Linked DNA regions of Mus musculus: all the other regions are linked to region 2. Evidence: chromatin contacts called from public promoter capture Hi-C data. All regions are on one chromosome and are shown on one strand. Each heading gives the region's core, a stretch centred on a gene start, on an enhancer-like site or on the middle of the called end of the contact. The rest is flanking DNA. Distances are from core to core; before and after follow the strand shown. Region 1 holds the start of Uspl1 (ubiquitin specific peptidase like 1). Region 2 holds the start of Rfc3 (replication factor C (activator 1) 3). Region 3 holds the start of Hsph1 (heat shock 105kDa/110kDa protein 1).

Region 1 (4,039 bases), core at 1,275-3,774, 2.5 Mb before region 2:
CTGGCAAAACAAAGAGGAGGGAAGTTATAAACTCAACCATTATAGAAAACCCCTTATGCCAGCGGCCAACAGCAGCACACAGCAATCAAACCTATTAATGTTGTTTCAATGAAATACACAGGAGAAAGCTCACGTATCTCATTGGTTTGCACCAGTTTTTACTACCAAAGAGCTTTTGGTTTTTCCAGCTTTCTGAAGATAAGATTTAGTAAAGGGATTATAGACTGTACTCTGGAAAGTCAGGCTGCCCGGGTACATGGTGCACAGGTGAAGGACAGAGGTGGATGCTAACGGTCTTCCTTTCTCTCGGCTTACTTTTTGAGACAGGGTCTCTAACTGAATCTGGGGCTCACAGATTCAGCCAGGCTGAGTGGCTAGTGAGCCCCTGGGATCCACAGATCTGCACCTCCCCCAGCCTGGGATAACAGATGCATACAGTTGGGCCAAGCTTTATCAAAGTGCTGGGGCTTCCAGTTCAGGCCCTCATTACTGCAGGGAGAATAACTTACTGATGGAAGTCGTTTCTGCAGTCCAGTAAATTGTCAATGAGACCAGAATACACAACCACCGCAGGGTTTGATTTTAGGACAAGTCTCAACTCTAAGCACTCATTTGTTATATAGCCCAAGCTGGCTTCCACCCAAGGTCCTCCTGAGTGCTGGGCTTACAGAGGTGTCCACCATACCTGGCTTAGAGGTAGCATTTATATCCCAGGTTGGTGCTAAAGGTTTGTTTTCAGTTAAGGAATACAACAGAAAAAAAGAACAAGAGCTCACAAAATGATCTGCAGAGCACTGTATTCCTATTGCAGCTTAATTAATTATTAGTTAAATAAAAGCTTCCATTTATTGAATATGAATTTCTAAGTGGAAATAGATAAACCTACTTTAGTTTACTGAGGTTAACTATACTCTCTATGGGACCAATGTATATAAAAACAGGCACTCTGCATACTGTGGAAAGAATACACAGAAGTACATGGTATCTTCTCAGCTGGGGACTATTATTAACCTGAAGTAAATTGGGAATTTTCTCCCCCCCCCTCCCCGACCCGCCATATTCCATCTTCATTTTGTTTGTCACTATTAAGTTTTTCTGGCCAAAAATTTTGTTTTAATAAATTTTTCATTAAAGACAGCAATAATCCATTTTTATTTTTATTCTAGTTGTTTGTGGATGTTGCTTTACACCTCAAAAGTCGGGTTACATTTTAACTGAACCAACTAGATCATTCAATTTATGAGCTGACATTCAGCAAGTGTTTATTGGGAGGGGAAGTGTACTCCACTCTAAAAATGGAAATAGCATGTTGAATAAGAAAACAATCCTATTAATCTTGGCTACTCTCTCAGGAAGAAATACTTTCTCAAAAACCTCATAATCCATACAAAAAGAAATCTTACTTGTTTGATCTTACAACAAATATACCAGTACAGTATGTAGTGTAAATGCAAAGATAAATAAAATTAAAAAAAAGCAAAACCTAACCAGTCTATTTTCGTCATGAGAGAGGAGAAAAAAAACCCTAACAAAGTCTCTGTTGGAACGCTCAGCGATTTCCATTCCTAAGTACCACAAACTGAAATTCTTTTATTGAATAATTTCTTCCTACAGCGGACTTGTTTCCCCCATTGCACGCTACCAAAATTATCAGTATTCTGCCAGAACATGGTCGTTTAAGACCACTAATGAAACCCTACAGGACCGCAATCCAAAATGCCAGTCATGATTCCTGTAAGGTCCAGAAAAAATCCCAAATTGTAGTCCCAGGCCACGGAAACAGTCTATGCAAAGGACTCCAAGAATAGGATGTCCTCATGGACGCGATCAGTCATGACCTCCCTGACACCACATGACCTTTCTACGAAGGCAGTTCTTAAAACTTAGCAACTGAGCTCTCCCCTCTCTGAAGTTCAAGGAGGCAGGGCGGCTGCTGAGATGCGCGGGTCGGCTGCTCAGTGCCACCCCGGGTCAAGTGCTCGTCTTTCGCTACCCCCCTTACCGTGAGCAGATCAGAGAGGGAAGAAAGAAAAAGTGGCCTCCAAGGATGGGTTTGGGGAAGAAGGGAGGGGCAGCTCCGTGTGTGGTAACCGTTTGTGAACACGTAGGGTGGTGGCGCGCGGGCCGAAAAGAACCAACTATGGGAGCCCGTCGTGGCGTCCGCCATGACGGCCCGCCAGGGAGGCCCATCACTGCGCCTGCGCGCCAGGCAGGCAGCCGCCCAGCGACCTCTCCTTCCTCTGCCGCGTAATCCCTCCGCTGAAGGCCGCGCACTAATTTTAATCACGCCCCGCCCCCTAGCCTCTGGCGTCACCTCCGCCACTCCAGCGCTTTCCAGCAGCTTCCAGAACCAAGCCTGCCCCACCCCCTCCAGCTCCCTCCCCCTCCCCCTCCCCCGTCCTCCCGACTCACACTTTGCAGGCTCTGTAGCGAGGGGCCCCGCCCTGTCGCCGCAGTTCCCACTGCGCCTGCGCCTGCTGGGCGGGCAAGCCACGCCTCTGCGGAGCCCTGCCGGAAGTGCTCTGGTCTTCCCCTTCCCCGGCCCTGCCCGCGTGCTCTCAAGCAGGGCTGCCTGCCGCAGGAAAGTGTTTGTGGGGTAGCTCTTGGGCGGCGGACTCGCAGGCGGAAGTTGCTTTCCTGGCGGAGAGGGCTGTGGGGGAGGAGCCGTCCGAGGGAACGTGGGTTGAACGTTACGGTTAGATGGTGGGGACCTCAAGCTGGAAGAGGAGTTCGGGTCCACTGTATGCGAAGAAGGAGCGTACTTCGGGAGGGTAAGGAAGACAGTAGTTCCCTCGGGAAGTAGAAATTGGGACGGCTGGAGTGCCCGGGGTGGGTCGTTGGCGCGCTGAAAAGATGGGGTAGGAACGAGGTTGTGGTGGGCAAGGTGGAGGATGGAGGTGCAGGCTGGGTCTTCAGGTTCCGGTTAGGCTCAAAGAGGTAAACGCTGAAGAGAAACCAGAGTTTGTGCCCGCCCCACGAAGAGCGTGGAGATGGGCTGGGTAACGGAACGCCGCGCCTCTTGGACTTCCTTGGTAGGCTTTTGAAGCTCAGTTCGCGTGGACCCATCCGTCTCAAATTCGGGAAGCTGGACTGGGTACCAAGCAGTATTGGGCTCTGTAAAGCCTATCCCTTCGCTGGGGCTTAAGTCTGCTGGCCTTGAAAATTCATATGCAGAGCCGAGAGATAAAGCTCCGAAGGGTTCCAGGCCCTTTGAATACCTGTAATAGTTTCTACACATGCAGTGAATTAAATTTAAATCCCTCTCGTGATTGGCTGCTAAATGGATCTATTCTGGGCTGATATCTCCCATTAAGGTCTCCGGAATGCGACTTACCTACGTTGAAGGTGGGGGCTCGGTGGTGGGCGTAGGTAAGAGGAAAAGTGCCGGAGATGAACACTGGAAAACCTTGGTTGTTCTCCTTGAAATAAGCTCATGTCATAATCTTTAGGATGTACTGAGCTGTTTGGGCGGACTTCCTACAATCAGATTGGATTAAATAGGTGGTTTGAAGCGGAGCTGTCATTTTGACAGTGATATGAATGGAAAGAGAGACAAGTTCGAAACATTTCCAAAGCCTCGTTCACGAGTTTAGATGGCGCCTACTGTGCAAACATGGGAGATGAGAGTGAGTAGACGGCACAAACTTTCTAGTCTGTATTTGGAAACCCAAAAGATGCCAAAATTTAGATACTGTACAGGGAGGAGCTAGCAGTTACACTTGGAGAAAAGATAATGAAGGTAATTTATTCCTAGACAAATTGAAATTTGAGACCCACCCCGGGGTTTTGTGTATAATACAGTGCTTGAAAAACCCCAAGAGTCTACTTCTGGTATTTTAAAACTTGAATATTCTTTGGGGAGGGGGAATTTCTTAATATTGTTTAGTGTTTCTACTACCATCTTAATGGGTCTCCTCCCTCCTTCTCTCCTTCCCTCCCTCTCCTTTCCTTCCTTCCATAGACAGGGTCTCACTATATAAACCTTCCTGGCTTGGAATTCACTGTGTGAAACAGGCTGGCTTGAAACTCACAGAAATCT
Region 2 (3,589 bases), core at 826-3,325:
GCCTCCCGTGTGAGAACATACTTTATATTTCTATTTATTCAGTTCTTTTGTCTTGTAGAATATTGTTTCTTCTGAGTTAATTCAACATCACCCTCCTGAAGATTTTATTAACAGCATGACCATCCCCACTAAGCATTTTTTCCCTCTGAACACAAAATATCATTACGACACTGTTATTAGATGCCATGAAGGCCTTGAAATTGACATGGCATATTCTCTCATCCCACTGAGGTAAAAGGTAAAAAACCATAACCAAGGCAAGCTACACACTATCATGTGTAAGGAACTGCCAGTTCTGCTGGGCTGAGGACACTTGAGAGAAGGGCATTTCAGGGACTGGGGAAATGGCTGAGTGAAATACACTTGTGGTGTGGACACATGCAAGTTTGATGACTCCGTATAAAAGCTGTAGCGCTGGTCCAATTGCAACTGTCTGTAATACCAGGGACCTCAGAGAGGTGGGCGGCAGAGACAGGAGAATCCCCAGAAGCTCCCAGGTCCGCCTGCCAGCTGGGCTTGGCAGAGTGGAAGGAAATCTCTGTCTTAAATACAATGGGAAAGAGGACTGGCAGCTAACAGTAACTCTACTCATGCCACCTTCACCCACACAAGCACACAGACACACAACTTCCTAAGTCACACACTAGTCACTGGCTAGTGGTGGGGAGAGATATACACATGACCAGGATTAAAAGTCCCCTCCAGAAACATCTGCTAAGCTTCAACCCAAGATGCTTACTGTGATAGTCTGATGCTCAATTCTCAGTTTTTCCACCCCGATACCATAAAGTTCACGTAGAATACACATAATTCTTGTCTTTTTTCCAGCACCTGATGGTCCATATACTAAGAGGTGAGGAAAGTCTCCACACTGCACCTAAGGAAAAAAAGAACAAGACATTATATCTTAGTTAAACTGGGTGAACTAAGTTAAACAAACCACTTTTAAAGTTCCAAGATATTCTGTTTACCATCCAGCTCCAACAGAAAATGTACCAAACTCTGGACACTAATTTAATCTAATTTACATGCACTAAATGCTTAAAAGTAGGCACTCCCTAAGTAAGCTATCTGAAGGGCCCGTTTGAAACTAAGGGATGACAGAAGGCGAACCCAATCTCTGTAACTAAGACAGATGCTTGTCTGGCCCGGGCTCCCCATAATGGTCCTCTTGCTCAGAAGCAGGTGCGCTGATTTCCTTGTAAGTTCACTTGGAAGAGACAGAAGAACTTCACACTAGATCAAGGTTGATCAATGCTATGGAAAAGACAGCAGTAACAGAGTGCCATCAAACGAAAGAGTACTATTAACATGGGGTCTTGATCTTGCCACCGGGAAACTGAACATTAAAGCTTTTGCAAGGAAAACCGGCACGTGTATTAACGAAGCATAATATTCTATTTCAAATTAGTGCATGCATCACGAACCAAAACCAAAACCAAACCTAAAACATATCTTCCACTTCACCCTCGAGTCTTCCAAAAGCTCTCATATGAACGATCGCGGCACTCGTTAAAATAATCTCTCCTTTTCAGAAAAGCCTTAGCTGTGATTCCGCAGTAACTAAGAACAGGGTCCGGGGCACAGTCACCTCTATCAGCTTCCCACCTAAGCTCTCTGTAGCGGGAGAGCCCATCAGGCATTTGCAGTAACACCGAGGCCCGGGCACACCCCCATCCCCGCCCCCTACCGCCGCTGCTTGCTCCTGATTCTCCACTACACTGGCCTTCTTCTGGTCCCCACACCAAGCCATTGAGGTTCCCGGCAGCAAACACACCGCACTTTGAGGAACGCGTCACTCTGACCCCCTCGCTAGCACCGGGGCGCCCGCCTCCTCCCTCCCTCCCTCCCTTCCCTTCCCTTCCCTTCCCTTCCCTTCCCTTCCCTTCCCTTCCCCGGGCTGTGCAGGAAGCTGCTGAGCAGGGCGGCTCACCAGGTTGCGCAGCTGTGCTGCCTGTTCCTTATGATAGTCCAGCCGGGCAAGGGAGCTCGGCCGGTACTTGTCCACCCAGAGGCTCATGACCGCTCCACAGTCGCACCAGCGGACCCGCCGCTTAGACAGTAGAGTTTTCCCGCGAGCGCGAAAGCGTGCGACGTCACTTCCGGCACCCGGCGACTTCCGGATAGGGAGACTGGGCAATCTCAACCGGGAGTGGAGCAGTCGCTGCAGTTCCCACTTCCACCACTGCACCAACAGTCGCTGGATTTACCGGGCAGTGGCTGCCTCTTTGTTCTCACCCTGTAACATTTTAGAAAACATTCGAAGGAATTAAAGATGTATCTCTGACATTCAGGTTCGTCCAATCTGAGTTCTTAGGGAAGGAAATTCCCTCCATTTCATTCTTTCATTTATTCACTGATTCACAACTTCATTCTAATTAGTGCTACATAATCTGTTATCTTTATTAGTAGAACTGCTTTTCTTTAAAATAATAAACAAACTCCAATATTCAATGAGCATTTGCCTACATGCCTCTGTGAACTATATGTTCTGAACTAGGAAAGTAAAGGAAATAGAAAGTAAAGGAAATCAGAAGCGAAAGTACCCAGAAGCATGACAGACAACGTCCAAAGACAGGTAGTTCATGGTGGATCCTAGGGTATATTCTTTTAATCTAAAAGATTGAAAGAATGTGAAGAGAACATAGAAAAAAAAAAAACCTAGGTTTACTTGTTTTCACAAATACAACACACAGATGCCCCCAATAACATTTAGATCCCCAATAACATTTCGGTGTGTGTCCCAGGCAATATTTGCAATGAAATTAATTTTTATCTGAAATTAGATTTTAATTGGTTGCCCTGTATTTTTTAACTTATAACCATACTTGGAATTCTTCAACTTGTGAGACCTGAGGAAGTGGCTGGGAAGGAAGGATAGAGTCCTCAAATCATAGCCAGAGGGCCAAGGCCAGAGACACAGCTCTGATCTGCTCCCTGCAGTAGCTTCAGAAGTTTCTTTCAGACACCTGAAAGCTTGTTGCTATGGTTAATCTTGGTCATCAGCTTGATGAGATTTGGAATCACTATAGAAACTACTATATAGGTATGTTCCTAGGGGCAATGGAGTAGTGCTGCCTCTGGATTCCAGAGTTTGTAAGCAGAGCAAGGCCTCTCACTACACACCAGCACGAAGCAGGGCACTGAGCCCTTAATCTGGACTGAGGTTGAACAAAAGGTATTTGAAGCTTTAGAAACAGCTCTAGCATTGACTCCAGCCCTAAAACTTCCAGATGTCTCAAAACTTTTTCATCTGTTTGTCCATAAAACAAGACAGAAGGGCTTTTAATCCAAATTTTGGGACCATGGAAACACCCTGTGATGTACCTGTCCAAAGGATTGGACCCTGTAGCCACAAAATGGTCCATCTGTCTAAGCTGTGATAGCTACTGCTAGATTATGTAAGCTAGCTCACAAGCTAAATCTGGGTCTAAATCTTGTACTAACAGCACTCCATTACAAGACTGAGGCCCTCCTCTGAGGAGCACCACGCAGTTTTAATATGCTTGGCCCAGGGAAGGAGTAGCACTATTAGGGGGTGTGGCCTTGTTGGAAGATGTGTATCACTGTGGGGGTGGGCTTTGAGACT
Region 3 (3,909 bases), core at 430-2,929, 2.0 Mb before region 2:
TTCCTCCTACATGGGTGACCGAGATGAGTAAACTGGCACTCTACTGAGGACATTCAAGTTTGCTGTAACAAAAACAGCTCGGACCTAGCCGCTCTAAGCAGGTACTCTTGTAAGGTTCAATCTACACGCCCCGTGATTCTGAGCTCAGAGGGACTAGACACTTGTAAGACTGGATTGTCTCATTTTCCATGCCAAACAACTGTAATAGAAATCAGTAGCCAACTCCATTTTCAACCGCATAGTTTGGCCAAGGGTAAAAAAACCACCTCAGTCAAAAATTCTGGTCAGCAACACAGCTACCCAAGCAGCTCTCCCTGTTCTCCTCTACACACCTTTTGTCTCTTTTTAGGCAGAGAGAGGAAGAAGCGCTTAGCATACAGGATGGGGGCAAGAAGGACTGGCAGCCTTCCTACTAATTGCCGAATCACAGAGCACCATGGCTTTGTGAGAGAGGGAGCCCATGCTTAGAAAGTAAGTTCCTAGCAAGGCTTTCTTCCTCCTATTCACTCATAAATGTTCCTCTAATAAGGTCGGAATGATTTTACCTTTGGGTTCGATGTTTAACATTTATTATCTTGGACTTTGCACATGGGGGGAAAAAGCCCTATAATGATTGCCTTAAAAAGCATACAGCTGTTGTCGGTGAAGGCACACGCAGGTCTAACTGCCTCTAATATGTAACCTTCAGAAACTAACCCCCTCAAAAAGTTGCTTTTTACCATGCTTCCGTTTACCCACCCACGTTGCTGCAGAATATTTAATTCCGAAGCAAAAAAATCCATCTTCCCCACTGAATTTTTTGCACAGCAGTGTGTTAAGCAACAACAATGTTAAATTTGTACTGCTTACTCTAAATGGTGTTAAAATAAACGAACTCTGGGTCTGGAAACTCTCACGGACGTTTTTCACAATGAGCTTTAAAAAGGACGCTTCCAAAAGGCGATTGGGGCACTAGGGCAATATTAACAAATCAGGAGTAGATGAGACGCAGAGACGGAGGATTCCTCCACCATAGCGTGTTTCTGTGGTCGCTAACAACAGTCCGCTCGCTCCCTAGGCAAGCAGCGGCGCACAGGCTCTGGAACCTTCTAGGTCATTTGGAGATTCACCATGCGGAGGAAAAGGCTCTGTTGCCCAGGCTCTGCCGAGATCCTAGCTGAGGTGGGAGCCGGTGCCAGCTTGAAGAAGCTGAGTGGGGAGTCGGGGGCGAGCCTGGAAGGCCAGCGGGACCAGGTGGTCGCGGGGTGTCACGGTTCCCGGAATCCCCGGACCCACCATCTCCCTCGGGAAGCAGCGAGCTCCAGCCCTCCCCGGCCACCCAGGCTCCTACTTACGGGGTGCAGCGGTCGCTGAACTCGTTGGCGATGGTCTCGATGCCCCCGGCCCGCGCCACCGCAATGTAGCAGCTCTGTGAGCCTACGTCTAGCCCAACCACCGACATGGCTGGCCCGGTCCGCCTCCGCCTCGGGTCCGCTGCGTGCTCGTCCTGCTCCCGACCAGTCGGGAAGATGCCTCCGGCTTACCCTGCAAGACTGCGCTCAGTCTCTGCCACCGCTCTCCGCCGCCCGCCTCTCTCACGCAGCCGCCGCCGCTCAGCTACCAATCCAAAAGGGGAGGTCCCAATCGCTCAGCCTTATGTAGCCTACTGAGGAGAACTTTCCAGAATCTGCAGCATTTTACTCACCGGCGCCTCCACGTGCCACTTCCGCTTCCTTCTTCTCGAGCCTTCGAGAAAGATTCTACCCAATGGACTGCTGGTCCCTCCGCGGGCGGCCTGAGTTGCCATGGTGACAGGGCAGCTGCTCGGGCGCCATTGGCTAAAACTGACCGAGCTTGCCCGGCCTCCATCCCGCCCTCCCCAGCCTGAGGGGCAGTTTTCGTTCCAGTTGACTCCAGTGAATAACCGGTCGGGAACTTCTGTCGCTTAAGTGGTGACTCCGGTGGCAGTGTCCGGCTCCCGACGCCGAAAAACTATTGAAAGGACGGAGAAAGAACACACTACTCCGGGACCCCAGGCCTCTCCGGTCACGAACTTGCTGTTGGCAGAGAGCATGTCGGGAAGCGTAGTCTGGCCGGGAGACCCTAGCGCCTTGCATGCTGGGAAACGCAGTCCAGTGGTGAGGCCTCGGTGCTTTGCATGCTAGGATATGTAGTCCAGCCCGTGGTGCGTGCCACGATCCTGCTTTGTCTTAAGGGCTCAGTAAAAAGAGGCCCAGCTGGCTGCTGCCGATTCGCGCTCTTTCTCTGGTGTATGCTTTGTTCTGTGTTCCGTTCTTGCTTGTTTTTTCAACAGCTAATGGATTGCGATTTAGGGGCGTCAGGATAAGCCGCAAACGCGGTTTATATTTTGTAGACATTTGTCCGCTGGCAAGATTGTTGCAGAATAAAACACAGAAGGGTTTTCTTCTTCTTCTTCTTCTTCTTCTTCTTCTTCTTCTTCTTCTTCTTCTTCTTCTTCTTCTTCTTCTTCTTCTTCTTCTTCTTCTTAAATGAAAACTTTTGATTGCTATGCAATTTGGGAAGCTGCTGGTGTTTTGCCGACAGGGTTTTGCATATTTTGGATACTAGTTTAAGCCGACTTTGTTTAACCCTGCCACTCCTAACCATAAGGTTATGATTTAATGTAATGGCTAATAATATGGTTTAATAAATGGGTGTATGGTTTATTCCTTGTTTAATCTAACCTTTCATTTTCTTTCCTTGGAAAGTAAGCTTAGGTTCCATGAAGAGAAAGCAGAGGTGGATGCTGCTGGCTCCTGCTTTCAATTCTTATGTACCGTTAAAAAAAACGTCAAAGTTTGCCTGAAAACCCCGTGTGTACCCTCTAGAATATGGAAATATGCACAATTAAAACGTGCGCTGCTAAATAAGTGTGTAATTGAATGAAGAGTTGGGGCCCAGGGTTAAAAACTAACTCCTGAAGTATGCCTCTTCCCGTAGGACAAGTGGGGTTGCTTAAATGGGAGCTTTCTATACAAATTGCAGAGTAAGTTTTATTCGTGGTGATTGATCGGCTTGCCACTTAAGTTATTTCACCTGCTAGCATAACTATTTAAAATGGGAGAAGAACCAACGCTATCCCAGAGCAGCTGCGTTTTTAAATTTGAAATATGTTTGTTGGCATTCTTTTCATTTTGTGTCTCTGAAACCTCCACCACCCCGGCTTTTTTTTAAGTATATGAAAACTCTTTTTTTTTTTTTTTTTTTTTTTGGTTTTTTCGAGACAGGGTTTCTCTGTGTAACCCTGGCTGTCCTGGAACTCACTTTGTAGACCAGGCTGGCCTCGAACTCAGAAATCTGCTTGCCTCTGCCTCCCAAGTGCTGGGATTAAAGGCGTGGGCCACCACCACCCAGCAGAATATGAGGTTGACCAGTTTTCCCTTTAGTTTTTTTTTTTTTTTTTTTTTTTTTTTTCCCATGTGGTTGTTGGGATTTGAACTGAGGACCTTCGGAAGAACAATCGGTGCTCTTAACCACTGAGCCATCTCTCCAGCCAAAAACTTTTTAAAAATTACTAGAATCATAGCTTTTTTTTTTAAACAAAGATGACCTCTAAATTATTTGATTTGCTTCCCATACTTTATATGTTTATATAAATAAACTGCGGAGAGATGTGGACCTGGACAGATTTAGGTCAGGTTCAAATCTTAGCACTTATTGCTAATATGCATTATATAAAATACAGCACCCAAATTTGGACTTCATGGGTGTGTGTTCTCCCTGTTCTTATTAATTCGAGGGCTATGCAAACTGGTAATTACCAGCCCTTCCTGTGTACTCTCTCATGGGGTTTTATAATGATCAAAAACTTACACAAAACACTAACCATGTAATTACCATGTAATTGTACTTAATGTGTGTAATGCTGAGCTAACCTGTAAAATGTCAGTAACACCCATCCTCTCTGGG

What was found. Promoter capture Hi-C pulls out the DNA fragments that hold promoters and counts their contacts.
Region 1: a promoter capture Hi-C map of pre-B cells shows a contact between it and region 2, with 3 times the contacts expected there. The contact joins the promoter of Uspl1 here to the promoter of Rfc3 in region 2.
Region 3: a contact with region 2 is called in a promoter capture Hi-C map of pre-B cells, with 4 times the contacts expected there. The contact joins the promoter of Hsph1 here to the promoter of Rfc3 in region 2. A contact is called at or near these places in 6 of 39 promoter capture datasets (the 3T3-L1 cell line, the C10 cell line, the HPC-7 cell line and 3 more) and 1 of 9 other capture datasets (liver).

The regions. Positions count from the first base shown.
Region 1 is chr5:149,182,036-149,186,074 of GRCm38.p6, forward strand. It overlaps Uspl1 (ubiquitin specific peptidase like 1), which reads left to right and starts at 2,525. Exons shown (of 9, transcript NM_001115149.1): 1 at 2,525-2,771. It overlaps Mm2pr (macrophage M2 polarization regulator), which reads right to left and starts at 1. Exons shown (of 3, transcript NR_015478.2): 1 at 1.
Region 2 is chr5:151,649,133-151,652,721 of GRCm38.p6, forward strand. It overlaps Rfc3 (replication factor C (activator 1) 3), which reads right to left and starts at 2,076. Exons shown (of 9, transcript NM_027009.2): 1 at 1,934-2,076; 2 at 740-877. The coding sequence starts at 2,020.
Region 3 is chr5:149,634,636-149,638,544 of GRCm38.p6, forward strand. It overlaps Hsph1 (heat shock 105kDa/110kDa protein 1), which reads right to left and starts at 1,680. Exons shown (of 18, transcript NM_013559.2): 1 at 1,335-1,680. The coding sequence starts at 1,441.